Linked DNA regions of Mus musculus: all the other regions are linked to region 1. Evidence: chromatin contacts called from public Hi-C, HiChIP or PLAC-seq and promoter capture Hi-C data. All regions are on one chromosome and are shown on one strand. The core of a region is the stretch at or near the end of the contact, and the rest is flanking DNA. Distances in the headings are between cores, read along the strand shown.

Region 1 (3,415 bases), core at 837-3,336:
TACACCAAAAAAAAAAAAAATCCACTTTGGAAGAGAGCTTCCCCAGAGCGCGCGCGCGCGCGCGCGCACACACACACACACACACACACACACACACACACACACACACGGGACAATAACTTGTCACTGTGCCTCAGTTACATGTTGGTTCCCTCAGCCAGAAACTTCTGTCGAGGAAACTTGGAGAGTCTTGAAGTTATAGATCCCAGCAAAGGGTTTCGTGGCCAGGAATGTTTCTCTAACTCCTCTTAGCTTGGAGGGCATTTCTTCCTTCCTGAAAGCCACAAGGAACCAAGGAAAAGCAGTTGCTTAGTTTGGGAAAATGGACGTTCTAACTAAAGGTTGAAGCTATTACTTTCCTTCAATCCTTAATATGTAATCGGAATAATATGGATTCCAAGAATATTCAAGAGCAGGGGGTGGGAATCAGGGGGAGAAGAATGGATTCTTGAGCATTAGCCCTAAACGGACTAGAGAACAAACAAACTTTAGACTGCCGGCTGTCTCAGCAGAACATTATATTTGGCCTTTTCTAGTAGCAGGCTTACCCACCTAGAAAAAAAAATCTGAATGAAAGTGATCATACCCCCTCACTTTCTTCTGTCGGGTGGGCATGCCTGCAGACTCTAGTCCTGTCATCTCCACCAGGGAGCGGATTCCCAGTCTGTGTGCCAGCGTCGGAATCTGGGGAGTTTTAAAGAAGGGTAGGTAAATACAGAAGGCTGCAAAACTTCAGGAGGGAGAGGAGGAGGAGAAAATGAGAGTTTGGAGGAGACAGGTATACTTTTTCCCCCTCTAGAAGAAAAGAGAGTCTAGAGAGAAAGTGTTGAGTTTTTTTTTTTTTAAGGAAGAAAGAAAGAAAGAAAGAAAGAAAGAGAGAAAGAAAGAGAGAAAGAAAGAAAGAAAAGAAAGAGGGAAGGAAGGAGGGAAGGACAGAAGAAAAAGAAAGCTGGAAGAGCAGGCTTGTTGGCAATGTGCCAAACCCTAAAACCACCCCCCCCCCTTCTGCCAAAACAATACTTTAGCAAACCTAAAATAATTGCAGGAAGCTCTTTTCCATCTTGAGAACTATTACCTGGGGAAGGGAAAAGTTGGGATCCACAAAGACGCACCCTTGAAGAGTGTGTCTGGGGAACAGGGACTCAGATGTTAGTCCTGGGCTCCCATTTGGGGATACAAACATATCTCTTTCCTAAGGGGGCAACCCTTTCACAGTTTTCCTTCTCAGTATACAGAAAAATGTCCCAGCTAAACCACTGTTGTTTCTGACGTGACAGAACTTTTTTGGGCGTTTGTGTTTAAACCCACCAGCTCCTGGGTTCTGGGAGAGAAGAGCGTTCGCTCATGACTCTCCTCCTTGCTTTCTCCAGACACCTCCTCCCCCGCAATCTGGGGAATCTTTGGGGTGATCTTCCTATCCCCCCCACCCCCAGATTCTGACTGCTATAGAGTCGTAGCTGAAAAGTTAGCAGGCTTTTGTGCATATTACCTCTCCCGACGATACTATTCCCATAGAAAGCTTCGCAGGAGAGATTACAATGCTTTTGAGCTTTACCGCATTTCAGAGGAAGGGAGGAAAAGTTACCTAGAAGGTCTGATTTTTTACAAGAAATTTGCATACATGCAAATGTAACGCGCGCCCTTCTCTGGGGTTCCTAGGGAGCCCAACCCGCGGCCCACGGGGGTGCGGGGCGCCCCGACAAAGTTGCCCCAATCCTCTCCCGACGTCCGCGGAGGGCTGCGGCGCGGGTGGGGGGATGGGGAGGAGGAAAAGTAGTTTTGTTTGCTTAAGCACATCCTGTGGCAGCCTATAGCCGCCCGGAGGACACGCTGAAAAAACCGCTCCGCGCCGCGTTCCCGGGGACCGCGCCGAGCGGGGCGGGGGGCGGGGGGCCGCGGGAGGCAGCGAGCGCGGAGCGAGCGGCGGGCGGGCGGGCGGCCCTGCAGGCTGGGGACCGGTGTCAGCGCCGCAGCCGCCCCTCCCCCACCCGGCTCCCCCCCACCCCGCCCCCCCACCCCCACCCCACCCCACCCCCACACCCCCGCGGCGGCGGCGCGAGCGGGCGGCGGCCGTGCGGTGCGGTGCAGAACGCGGCGCAGGCGGGCGCGCGGGCAGCTCGCGGGCACCCGGCCGGCCGGCGCGGGAGCGGGAAAGGGTGCGCTATGCCTTTAACGCCCGCGTACAGTAGACAGTATAGTGGAGTGTAGGGAAACTCTAGGCGGGGTTAAAGTTCAGCGCGTGGAGCGGCAAGAGCGCTGGCTGCTGCAGTTGAGCCGAGTTGGAAATGTGAACGCAAGAAGCAGGCTTGATTTTTTATTCCTCCCCCCCTCCTAGCTCTCTCCTCCTCTCTCTCCCTCTCGCACCCACACTCACGCACACCTCCAGCCCGCACACAGACGTGCACGCACCCCCCGCCGCCCGGCAGTTATGTATTCTCCGCTCTGTCTCACCCAGGTAAGCAGCTGCGGGGGCGCGGGGCGGCCGTGTGCCTCGGCGGGAGCCGTGTCTGCGCGTGTTTCTGTGTGTGCGCGCGCGTGTGCGGGGGGGGGGGCTGCAGCTTTAAGAAAGTAACTTTGTTTCCATGCGGGTGCATTCCTCCTGCTCGGCCATTTGTGTGGGCACATGGCTAATGGCGCCCTCTTATTAATGCGTTAATTAATATCGGGGCGCCGGACTGCGGAGCTCCGCCGGGGCTTGCGGGCGCCCCGCACGTGTGTCCGCGGCTGCAGCCCCTGACACGCTGCAATCTGGACTCTGGCGGCTGCGGCGCGGAGCGCGGTGCCCGCGATTCCTCCGCTCCAGGGAGGGGCGGCTGAGCCCCGCAAGCCCCGCACGCCGGCTGCACCCGGGGCGCCCTGGCTGCCGGGGTCCTCCCGCGCCGCCGCGCCCCCCGCCGACGCCCCGAACTCTTACTTTTGTTTTGTGCCAGCTTTGCGGGCCGGCCCGGGCAGCGCCCCTCGGACGCGGCGGGCGGGCAGTGCTAGCCTTAGTCCGTGGGCTGCGGAGACGCACTCCCCGCGCCGGCCCGGGACCTTGCTGTCCTTGCCTCCTGCCCGCGACCCCCAGGCGAAAGTTTCGGGGTCTGGCGAGCCCACGCCGCGGAGGCCACAGAGCCGCCAAGGCCGCGGGTCGGGCCGGGCTGGGCCGCTGCGGGCGGAGTGGGACTCCGGCTCGAGGGCGAGCGGCGGCCAGGGCCCGAGTCGGCTGCCCCGCCGCCGCCGCCGCCTAGGCAAGCCCCGGGCGGCTCAGCCAGCAGGACCCGGCAACTTTCCCTGCAGCCCCACTCGCGGCGTGGGGCCTGGTGCCCCTCCGCCTGCCCCTCCTGCCCGAGCCTCCCAGCCCATCCCTCCCGGTCGAGTCTGCACCAGCAGCAAGGAAACACTGCTATTTTGCGGCTCCGGATCTGGTCCCGTT
Region 2 (3,918 bases), core at 420-2,919, 2.7 Mb before region 1:
AGGCGGCTGCTGCTGCTGCTGCGGCTGCGAGGGAAAGGCCAGCCCGGCCGCGCCATAGGAGGGCGCCCCACCGCCGCTGCTCAGCGCACCCGGGTTGAAGTTGCTGAGGTTGGCGTAGACCGGAGGCTCACTGTGCAGGCTGGCGCTGTAGCCACCACCGCCGCCAGCGCCTGCTACTGAGGCCACCGCGGGAGCCACCATGCCCGCCCCGCTGACCGGCTGTGCCGCGGAGGTGACACTGGGAAGCGTGTTCTGGCTATGCAGTTCAGCCAGGGCGCGCACGAAGCCCTCGGCGAAGCCCTCCTGCTCGTCGGTCACGTTCTTGGGGCACAAGAACTGGGTGGGGGTCGGTGTAGTGGTGATGTGCCCATTGCTGGACTGGATGATCAGGCGCTCCAGCTCCGGCGACGCCAGCTTGAGCAGCCCGACGTCGGGCGACGTGAGAAGGTCCGAGTTCTTGGCGCGGAGGTGCGGCTTCAGACTGCCCACCGGGTCGGCCAGGTTCAAGGTCATGCTCTGTTTTAGGATCTTAGGGTTACTGTAGCCGTAGGCACCGCTCTCGGACTGGAGGAACGAGGCGTTGAGGGCATCGTCGTAGAAGGTCGTTTCCATCTTTGCAGTCATAGAACGGTCCGTCACTTCACGCGGGGTTAGCCTGGGCTGTGCGCAGAAGTTTCGGGGCCGCAACAGCGCGCCGGGAAGCGGGGGGATACCCGCGCGTCCCCGCTTCTGTAACAAAGTTTGTTTAGGAGCGTGCGCTCCAGACGGCAGTGCTTCCCCCTGAGCCCTCCTCCCCAGTTCGCTCCAGGGAGCGCAGGGTTAAGACTCCGCTAGCACTCACGTTGGTAGGCTCCCGCGCGATGCCGAGCTTTGAAAAGTCGCGGTCACTCACGGAGCGCTCTCGGGGAGCAGCGGTTCCTTGGAGCCCGCAGACCAGTCCCAGCAACAGCGGCTCTCCGGCGGTGCTGACCAGTCGTCACGGAATTCTCGGTGGAAGCCCGCGATCGGGCTCTGCCGCCCGGCCTCCGACAACTGTCCCCTCCTCCGCTGTGAGGGGGAGGGGGACGCTAGGCAGCCGCGGCTAGCGCTCGCCCAACTTCAGCCGCCTGTGCGAACTGGTATGAGTATAGGTTCCTCTTCTCCCTTTTCTTTACAGTCTCGGTGGCAGCCTTAAGGCGCAGAAGAGATTTGCAAAAGTTCGCTCCCGGCCACTTGTTACCGGTCCTCTGGGTCAGGAAAGTTGCTGGCCGGTAGCCGCTCGCCTATTTCCTCGCGCGGTCGGGAGCCGCTCTCGATGCTGTCAGCAGCGCCCGGACTTGTGAGCTTCTTCTCCGTGGAAGGCGGGAGAAGGGACTCTCCAAATGCTCCCCAAAATACCGGTGCAGGAGCCGCGGGCGCTGGATCCAAGCAGTTGGTGAGAAAATGAAGACAAACGGATGAACAGTCCGGAGTCCGCGGCCGACCGGGTTGGCCAAGTCCGTCCGTCTGTCTGTCTGTCTGCCTGAGCGCTCTCCTGCCAGGCTGTCTCTGCCACACTCAGTGCAACTCTGAGTCCTTATCCAGCCTGAGCTCAACACTTATCTGCTACCAGTCAATCCCTAAAAATAGCCCATGATGTCACCCCGAGGCTTTCCCATTGGCTTGCGTCGTTCTCAGGGGGGCGGGCCCACCCGTCGCCATGGAGACCTCACCCTAGAAGATTCTTCTCTGGGCCCGCGAAGGCTCACGGGATGAGGTAATGCTCCGCTGCGCTCCTACAGTTGGGCCCTTCTTTCTCCTCCTCCCCCCCCCCCCTCCCGCGCTCAGCTTCGGCTTGTGTTCCCGGGTTCCCTCCCCGGCGCGTCTTTCCCGGCCCGCCCGGTGCATTGTGGGCTGACGTCTTGGTTTGGCTGTCTAGTGACGGAGGCTGCCGGTCGGCAGGACCCTTGCGGAGTCTGTCGGAGGCGGGCTCAAGTTCAGGGCTGGGGACTGGGACCGAGACGCGGGGATCCAGAAAGCAGGGGAGGCGCGCTAGTGGCCGGGGGCGGAGAGCTTGGGTGGGAGTGAAGGTTGCACACAGGCGCGCGCCCGCGCGCGGGCACACACACACACACACACACGCACGCACGCCCGAGAAAGGGCTGAATGATCTGAGTGACTGAAGCTGGCTCCGCACCCCCGCACTTCCGGGGGACAGAGCGATGCGGGTTAAAAGGGTTGTGTGCGCCCTGGGTGTGGGAGCACGTAAGTGCGTTGAAGTTGAGCGGGTTTGAGAGTAGCCCTCCAAGATGAGTATGCTTGGAAGTTTAGTTTCGGAGAAGGATCTGCGCCGCAGTGTGCTGTACCTGGAAACCAGAGATTTGCGGTGTTCGGAACCGACTCATCAGGGTCCCCGGCACAACACTTTATTCTCTGGACGTGCCGGGGGAGGGGTGTTCGCTTTGCCTCCGAGGGACCCCTCCTCTAGGTGTGAAAGATGCTAGCCCAGCGCCCATGGGGTGTCGAAAGCAACATATAAAGGTTCGAAACTCAGGAAACCTCGGCGATCGCCTGCGCTAGCACATACACACGGTCCCGCGCACACTCAGTCTGCGCCCGCCCTTCCTCCCTCCCTGATTTGCTTCTGGGAAAACAAGCCTTGAGAGCTGCGGACTCGCCCCAAGTCACGGTGCTTAAGCAGGAGTCCCTGGTAGAAACAGGCTGAAAACTCCCCTCCCCGCTCACTGGTGGAGTCATATCCTGTGCGGCCTCTAGGAAGCGCTAGACACATGTAAGTTATTTCTTTTCTAAGGTTCTGCTATCAGCCCTCCACCCTCCACCCCTCAGGACTAAAGAGGTGGCAAGCTTGGTTCTCCCAGGGCATAAGGGCAAATCTCAGAACTTCTCTGAGCTTTATTGGTCTCATCTAGAAGTAGAGCGAATGAGGTCCACTACACCGGGCTGCCAGGCATTAGTTTTGACTCTGAGAATAGCCCCCTTCCCTACCAGCTTCGGAGTTACCCTGGGCCGTCGGTGGGGTGGGGGTGGGGTGATTTGGAGGATCCTGGGTTGAGATTTGGCAGGAGCCCGTAAGCAAGATAGAAAAAGGACCGGGAGCCAACTCTTCCCTTAAGCCTCCCTTCAGCCTAGGACTTGAAGTTTGAAGTTGGACCTAGAAAGGTTCTAATTTGGACTTTGCTGCCTCAGAACTCAGCTCAGGGTTTGTACCCTGAAGCCTTAAGATATTTTGCCTTTTGAGTATTCAGAACCCAATAGCAGCTGGTATCGGTGGGAAACCCGCCAGCTCTTTTTCACTGCCGGCTGCAGAGGGTAACTGGCTGCTACCAGTCAAGCGCTGACCTTGGTGGGGGCAGGGTAGAGCAGGGTTTCTGTGAAGTCTAGAGCCATTTACTTCCCCCAAATGGAAACCGAGTTCCTCTGTCCGCAGCCCTATTTTTTTTTTTTTTTTTTTTTTTTTTTTTTTTGCCAAGGAGCTCATACTTAACATGATTTATGATAACAGTAATAAAATAAGTTTCGTCCACTAAACACCACCTATCTGCCAGTTACTCCAAGCAGTTTAAGTATGCTGTTTTCTTCTCACAGTTATCTTAAGAAGCATACATTTTTACCTAGACTTTACATGGGAGGAAACTATCCCAGAAAGTCCATGCGTCTTGCTCAGGGTATACAGACAGCTGGAAAGTGATCTCAGGTCTGTGTTACATCCCTTTGTATTTTTTTCTACTCTGGCAAACTTTCCCTTAAAGTCTTAGTTATTTGCTCGGAAATTGGTGCTGATGGCATAGACTTTGTTTTGTTGTTCCTGTATTTAGAAACTCCCAGATCTAGGCCCTCGTGTAATTATGTATCTTTTGCCCAAGGGTTCTGTGCATCTTCTGCCTCCTGTGGCTTAAGAGGCTGATTTCCTACTTAGGTAAAGAAATAGCAGTTTCATCC
Region 3 (3,822 bases), core at 1,203-3,702, 2.2 Mb after region 1:
CTGCCAGGATACCTTCCCTTCAGAGCTGTAACACTTGAATTGGGGCAGTCTTTCCCCTTAGGGCTGTAACACTTGCATAAACAACAGCCCGAGGGATAATGCATGGAGGATGTATTAAGCTAATAAGTTTTAGATGGATTTGCTATGTGGCTGAAGCTAACTGCTGCATGTTCTGAGGTGAGAGAAGTACAGATCCAGTCTTAAGTGAACAGCTTCATCATACTTCCATAGACAGTTAAGACCTCGGGAAGGGCATGCATGGGTTCCGAGTCTGAGCCCAGCACTTTGTGTGATACCATTTGTTGAGTACTTTTTATTAGTACCTAGGTGAAAGCACTAATGTAAACTATATAAATCTAAAGTGGATGTTTGTAAGACTTGGAGGATTCTATGCTATATTTTCATTTTTGAGTTAGGTAATCTCAGTCACACTCACTATTCTACCTTTAACTAATTTTCTCACCTAATGAGTTTGAAAACACAACTTACTTTACAAAAATATGACTATAAGCTGTAAATTCTTAGGAAAATATTAGAAATTATGAGCAGCTGTCAGTTTCCACATAGCTACCACAGAAGCTCAATGACAGTGATTATAACCAGCTATGCTGTATACACATAAACTTCATATCCATATACCTATTAGCATTTGTTCTGAGGCAGAACTTACATATGTCAGCCAACCTCCCTGCTTGATCAAGAGACACCAATTAGCCACTGTGAAAGTATGAGTACAAGCTCAGTTCATGGGTTATCAGTATGTTCTAGTACTGCAACTGGAGAGAGGAGCTGATAATTTTAGGCTTGATAGGTTTTAAGTACAGTCTGATGACTGCATCAACTAATACTGATTTCACGTGGACTGTACTAAGCTGGGGTCATTTCAAGTCTGTATAGGTCTATGCCTCTATGGAATGTTTCTCTCTCTCTCTCTTTCCCTCTCTCTCTCTCTCTTTCTTTCTCTCTCTCTCTCTCTCTCTGGGTGTGTGTGTGTGTAGGAATACAGGCACAGTCATCATCACCACAACCTCTTTCTTGCAGAAATCCTTTTTGAAAGGTTTTACATTTGTTTAAGATGGACACTCACAGACTTAACTTTCTTAAAGGTATTTGTTTTCTTGGTATACTAAAATGACACATTTGTCAAGCAGAGACTCTTAACAAAAAAACAAAAACAAAAACAAAAAAAAACTAAGAAAGGCAGAAGAAAATATTCCTACCGAATAATCAAATCCTTTTTGACTGCCTTAGCTCTTGCTGTTTTCACAATCACTGGGTCCGCTGTCACAGTAATCCTTTGACGCCTTATAGCTGTATCTATGTTTATCTAGGCTGCCTTCAAAGTTTCCATTTCCTAGTTGTCAAACGTGATGGATGACAGACAGGCCAACCCTGGTAAGAGCCTGCCTGGCTTGTTCAGACCCAAACTGAGCTGAACTTCCTCAAGTGATGAAGGATTTTGTTTTGTTTTTCGAGACAGGGTTTCTCTGTGTAGCCCTGGCTTTCCTGGAACTCACTCTATAGACCAGGCTGGCCTCGAACTCAGAAATCTGCCTGCCTCTGCCTCCCAAGTGATGGGATTAAAGGCATGTGCCACCACCGCCCGGCGAGGAAGGATTTTATTATCGGAATTTCTCAGTGTTGTGAGCAGAAGCACGGAAAAATAAAACCCGTACTTTTGGAAGATCTAGAAACTATACACTAAACAAATCAGTTCTTCGGATATCCACAATCACTAATGAAGTAGCATGTGGCCCACAGCAAACACATAAAAAGTAGAAAGCTGAATATAACTTTGGGGTTGAGCCTGTCCTTGCAGAAAAAAAAAAAGTCGGAGGATGGCTTTTCTGTCTTTTAGACCAGCTTCTGGAATGTATACGTGACACTCTAGTCCAATCACAGTAACGTGCTGAACTCTTCGTCCTTGCACTATGATCGATAGATGAAGCTCTGCTCTCCAGTTAAAGAGCTAGTTTCTTTATATAGACCATTGGCTCAGGTAGAGATGTGTCAGTCGGGGAGACTCCGCCCCTCTCGACCCCGTGACCCGTCCCTCTTCCCAGGCAGCCGGACTTTGGCGAAGTGGGCGGGCCGTGGGCAGGCCCTGGGCCATCGTTTCCAGGGCAAGAGCAGAGCGGACCCTGAGCCCTCTGCAGCAGCCAGAGCCGCAGCCACTGTCGCCTCGCAGCCAACCGCCACCATGGTGAAGATCGTGACAGTGAAGACGCAGGCATATCCGGATCAGAAGCCGGGCACCAGCGGATTGCGGAAGCGAGTGAAGGTTTTCCAGAGCAACGCCAACTATGCGGAGAATTTCATCCAGAGCATCGTCTCTACCGTGGAGCCGGCGCTGAGGCAGGAGGCCACGCTGGTTGTGGGCGGGGACGGCCGCTTCTACATGACCGAGGCCATCCAGCTCATCGTACGCATCGCTGCAGCCAACGGGGTAAGGGACGCGCGGGCCGGGCTGAGCGTGTGCTACGTGCGGGCTTCTCTGGGCCGGCGCTTCCGTGCGCGCCACCATCCCGTCCCCGCCCCGCGCACGCTCCCTTGACCTTGGCAGTACCCCCGCCCCCACACCCCTATTCGGCTTCCCGTCCACCCCATCCCCCCACACCCCACGTTTCGCAATGGCTATGCCGGGGAAAGGTGAGCCCGCCGTGCAGACCCTGCGTGGCGCTGTGCTATTCTGGTCTGGGATTGGGGCACCTCCCGCTGACTCGAGGCCAGGTGTTGGGAGGGCCGGGGTGACCGGAGCACTCATCCCCCTGGGGCGTTAAGCCAGCGATCTGGGCCCGCAGGTGCCAAGCCTCTCTCCCTGCCCTCTGGTTGGCTTGGGAAAGGCGCTTCCTCCCCTGCCGGGCCTGCTGCCTGGGTTCAGGCTTTTGAAAAGTCCAGTCTCTGCTGGACCTGTTCCACCAAGGGGGCTGGACCTGAATTTTCATTAAAGCAATAACAATATACCCAAGGGCTCTCTTATGCAAGCTGTCCTGACAGGCCAGGAAATTAATGCAACGCCCCCAGTTCCGCCCCCTGGTTAAGAAGGTTAACTGTCTTAATTGAGCAGGTCCACTAGAGAGGTGAAACTTTTTTTTCTCCTATAAATCTGATGATTTGTAAATGTGGATTTGGAATTGGTTATTTGTTTCTACAAGATACTTTAAAAGAAGTTTTAAGGAACACGTTTTCTTTGTATATTTACAATAACATTGGACTTTCTCTCAGCTCCTCTGGGGCCCATTCCCTTCAACAATAACTTGTATTTCAACTTATTTCAAGCTGCCTTGCCAAGCACCGTGACAAACATTTCACTGGTGTGTCTCAAGAACCCTCTTGAAGCCCTATAAGGAAGACGCTATTATGGGTACTTTAAAGTCACCGAGGAGAGTACTAAAAAGCCTGGGCAGGTTAAAGAATTTACCAAAACTATAACGGGAACATTGAATCCAGCACGGACCTTCCGGTACCACTTGAGTGGCTTCTGAAAATCGAGGGACTCATAAATTGCAAGACCTTCTTTTTCCAGTTTTCAAGATCTAAACTGAGCTCTGTATGTAGACTTTCCTGGATGGGTCAGACATTGACAAACAGAGAAAGAAGTTGGGATTTGTATCTGTATGCCCAGGAGTGTTCAGACCACCACAGCTTTCCATGTGGGAGAGAGGCCGGTCAGCTCTGTGGGGAGGATCCCTTCAGCTCCACCCTTGCTCACAGGGGCCTCATTCAGCAGTCCCCTGGCCTATGCCCAGGACAGAGAATGGGTGGGGAAAAGGAAGGCTCCCAGGCAGGAGTGAGCCTTGTCGGTAGGAGCTTTTAGCATAG
Region 4 (3,468 bases), core at 497-2,996, 3.0 Mb after region 1:
CTGAGTTCTTAAAAATCAAAGAGAGAAACTGGAAGGCGTTACTATCAAGTAAAGCAAAGAATAACTAGTTTTGTTTTCCTGCTCCGCCTCTGGTAGTTAACGTAGGCAAACCCTATAACCTGTTGTATTTGTTACTTTTCTATTGCCATGATAAGACATCATGACCAAGACGACTCATAAAATAAAATGTTTTATTTGGGGCTCATGGTTTCAGGGAGTTAGAATCCATGGCTATCATAGAGGGGATGTGGGGGGGGGGGCATGATGAAAGACAGGCATGTTTCTGGAGCAGTAGCTGAGAGTTCACGTGTCCAGACACAGTCCTGGGGCAGAGAGAGCTAACTGAGAATTTTTTTTTAAAGATTTGTTTATTTATTACACATAAGTACACTGTAGCTGTCTTCAGACACCCCAGAAGAGGGCATCAGATCTCATTATGGATGGTTGTGAGCCACCATGTGGTTGCTGGGATTTGAACTCTGAACCTTCGGAAGAACAGTCAGTGGTCTTAACCGCTAAGCCATCTCTCCAGAATGTTTTTTTTAAACCTCAAAGACCATCCCTAGTGGCACACTCCTCCAAAATGACCACACCTTCTAATTGTTCCCAAACAGCCCCAAATTGGGGACCAAGTACTCAAACATAAGAGTATGGTGGGGGGCATTCTCAGTTACCCCCTCCCCTCACATTTGCCTACCCATAGCTGTAGTTTCTAGGACTCTTGAAGCAGCACATTCATAGTCTATAGGAAAGTGAATGAATGCTTTATACAGGGACACTCGCCCTGCAGCACACACTTGTTTCTCTATGGTGGCTCTCAGAGAGCCTGATCCAGTACTCAGGAGCCATACCTGCCATGCTTATGAAAGCAGGAGGATGCTATGAGCTCAACTTCAGCTTTGTTTTCGTTTTTATTTTTTATTTGTTATTTTTGCCTGTAATGGAGTCAGATGGATTTATACACACAAACACAAAGAGAGAGGGCAGGAGGGAGGGAGGGAGGGAGGGAAGGAGGGAGGGAGGAGAGAGAGAGAGAGAGAGAGAGAGAGAGAGAGAGAGAGAGAGAGAGAGAAACATCCAGTGGAAGGTCAGAGCACAGGCCTGAAAGTAATACTTGTGCTTAAACTCTGGGTCAGTAGCTTATCCCTGGGTGACCTTCAGCTATTTGTTGCAACTCCCTAAGGCTCGGAGTTTGTTACCTGAAAATTCAGGATCAAGATACAACCTCTTAGCCTCGTCCTGGGATTAAAGGATAATGAGTCACACACACTGAATGTAGACCTCAGAGTATTGTGCTGGCCACATGATAGCTGGTTACAAACCAAGTCCGCTGTGCCCACGAGGGCGAGCTATTGTTACTAATAAAAAATGAGGAAAGGGAGTTAAAGCTCTAAAGACAGTTGCTCCCTTCCTAGGTCTGGGTCAGGCAGAAAGCCCGAGTTCTCGAACTTAAAAGGGACTTTGGGTGGTGGGTGGGTGGAACCTGTAACACTTGGGACCCGAGATCTCCTGCACGGGCCGAGTCAGGGGGTGGGGGCGGTCGCGTGGCCAGCTATGGGAAGGTCTCAAATGATCCCCTTCTCAGGCCAGAAGGGTCCTGTGCAAGCGAGGTCCCCCAGTATCCCGGGCCCCCAGCGTCCCAGGGCGTCGCCCCGTGCAAGGAGGGAGAGGAGGGGCGAGCGCGGGACTTTCCCCGCCTCCCTCCTCTTTCCATAAATCACCGCTGCAGCGGCAGCGGCGGAGCCGGGAAGTGTACGGAGCCGGAGCGCAGCGTGGTGGCACCAGACACCTCCCTTTTCCCCGCCGCTTTCTTTCCTTTCTCTTCTCTCACTTCGGTCTTTTAAACCTCCCTCTCCCTCCTCGCCGGGAGACCGCCCCGGTCGCCTCGCCGCGCCTACACTGGTGGCGCCGCCGCCGTCTCCGGGCTGCGCCGGGACTCGGGAAAGCGAAGGCGGCGCCGCTCCGCCGGTGCTCTCAGCCGCCCGCCCGGCCTGCGGGCGCCGCGGTCTTCGAGCCGCTGCCGCCGGGCGATGGTGGCCGCCCGCGCGCCCGCGCTGCAGCCGGGCGCCCCCTAAGTTTTCCAGCTACAGCCGCCGCGCCGTGGAGCCGAGAGCGCAGGAGACGAGGAAAGTTTGGCGGGCTGCGCCTCCCGCGGCCAGCGCCCGAATCCCGTCGGCGGGAGTGGCCGGAGGCGGCATGGCCCGCGAGCCGGAGGAAGAGGAGACCGTAAGGCCGGCCGCTGTGGTCCGCCGCTGTCCTCGCTGCCCTGGCTGGCCTGGGGCCCCGCGGCCGCCCCTTTGGCTGCTCTGCCTTGTGGCATGCTGGATCTTGGGCGCCGTGGCCGACGCCGACTTCTCCATCCTGGACGAGGCGCAAGTGCTGGCGAGCCAGATGCGGAGGCTGGCTGCCGAGGAGCTGGGGGTGGTCACCATGCAGGTAAGCGACCCCCTTCGCGCCGCCTCACTTGCAGCGCTCTCCCGCTGCGCAGAGCCCTGGGCCGCTGCACGGAGTGCCCAAGCGGGCTGTGGGACCTCTCGGTTCCTGCAGACTTCACCACATCCAGTGCTCTCTGTCCCGTGTACTCATTTGCCGCTGCCCTCTTCTGCAGAGCCTCTGCCCCGCACCCACTTTCCCCCTCTTCTCGGCCCCGGCTCCTTTCTTGTTGGCTGGGGATTCTCTGCTCTATCCGCGCTTCCTTCCCCAGTTTGCACTCTCTTCCTTCGCAGATTTGTTTTCACTCGTCACTCCTGCAAACTCCCCTTTCCTCTTTGTGTTCCCATCCCTAGGCAGCGGTCCCGCCCGGCTCGGGGCATTCTCCAAGGCTCCCCCACTCCACCCTCTTGAAACCTCCCAGCGTCCTGGAGACCAGGCGCACGAGTGGGCGAGGGAGCGAAGGTAGATTGTCCGCCTGGGCCGCAGGACTGTTGGGGTCCGGGCGGCCCAGCAACCGGGGCTCGCTCTCCCTGCCCTGCCGCTTTGGGGGAGGGGAGGGGCTGATCTGGCGGATCCCCCGCTCCAGTCCTTCTGGGGACTCTTTTTCTTTCCGCTCTTGCGGCCATTGGTCGCCTCTTGTCCGCTGTGTAATTTCTGGTTTGTGTGTGCCTTCGCTGGGAAGGGCAAGGTGAATAGGGTTTCCATTTTTTTCCCCCTGCGTCTTTTGGCCTTCCCTAGGGTTGTAGATTAATTGCCTTTGGCTGATAAGGATTTCTGACGATGCTACTAATAACCCACAGTTGTAAAAATTGCTAGACAGCAACCACCTGGAGATCCTATCGCGCCGTTATTCTCATCTTCTTGGCGAAGAAGGCCCACTCAATTAGGAACTGATGAGATGACACTCCGAGTACCAAGCCAGCGAAACAGCCTAGTGCTCCAGACAACTAACTCATTCCCGTAATAATGGTGGCGGGACTGGCCTTCGAAAGGCCGAAGTTTTCAGGAATGTGGTGTCAAAATAGGTTTCTGATT

The links. A called contact is a pair of places that touch in the nucleus more often than the background predicts. HiChIP or PLAC-seq counts read pairs in DNA pulled down with a chosen protein or histone mark. Capture Hi-C pulls out chosen DNA fragments and counts their contacts.
Region 2: a contact with region 1 is called in a Hi-C map of cardiomyocytes, with 7 times the contacts expected there. The contact joins the promoter of Junos here to the promoter of Nfia in region 1. A contact is called at or near these places in 2 of 39 promoter capture datasets (the C10 cell line and embryonic stem cells), 4 of 484 Hi-C or Micro-C datasets (CD4 T cells, CD8 T cells, cardiomyocytes and 1 more), 1 of 115 datasets of contacts at active chromatin or transcription factors (cardiomyocytes) and 2 of 9 other capture datasets (adipose tissue and embryonic stem cells).
Region 3: a promoter capture Hi-C map of liver shows a contact between it and region 1, with 2.8 times the contacts expected there. The contact joins the promoter of BC062258 here to the promoter of Nfia in region 1. A contact is called at or near these places in 1 of 39 promoter capture datasets (liver), 1 of 484 Hi-C or Micro-C datasets (B cells) and 1 of 9 other capture datasets (liver).
Region 4: an H3K27ac HiChIP or PLAC-seq map of embryonic stem cells shows a contact between it and region 1, with 11 times the contacts expected there. The contact joins the promoter of Cachd1 here to the promoter of Nfia in region 1.

Annotation. Positions count from the first base shown.
Region 1 is chr4:97,775,540-97,778,954 of GRCm38.p6, forward strand. Nfia (nuclear factor I/A) reads left to right here and starts at 2,087. Exons shown (of 11, transcript NM_010905.3): 1 at 2,087-2,455. The coding sequence starts at 2,429. Gm38709 (a long non-coding RNA gene) reads right to left here and starts at 1,884. Exons shown (of 5, transcript XR_003955232.1): 1 at 1,490-1,884; 2 at 587-684; 3 at 1-274.
Region 2 is chr4:95,050,648-95,054,565 of GRCm38.p6, forward strand. Junos (a long non-coding RNA gene) reads left to right here and starts at 1,670. Exons shown (of 5, transcript XR_867920.3): 1 at 1,670-1,735. Jun (jun proto-oncogene) reads right to left here and starts at 1,575. Exons shown (of 1, transcript NM_010591.2): 1 at 1-1,575. The coding sequence starts at 624.
Region 3 is chr4:99,927,366-99,931,187 of GRCm38.p6, forward strand. It overlaps BC062258 (a long non-coding RNA gene), which reads left to right and starts at 2,453. Exons shown (of 2, transcript XR_003955079.1): 1 at 2,453-2,649; 2 at 3,280-3,822. Pgm1 (phosphoglucomutase 1) reads left to right here and starts at 2,086. Exons shown (of 11, transcript NM_028132.3): 1 at 2,086-2,446. The coding sequence starts at 2,201.
Region 4 is chr4:100,774,933-100,778,400 of GRCm38.p6, forward strand. It overlaps Cachd1 (cache domain containing 1), which reads left to right and starts at 1,747. Exons shown (of 27, transcript NM_198037.1): 1 at 1,747-2,436. The coding sequence starts at 2,197.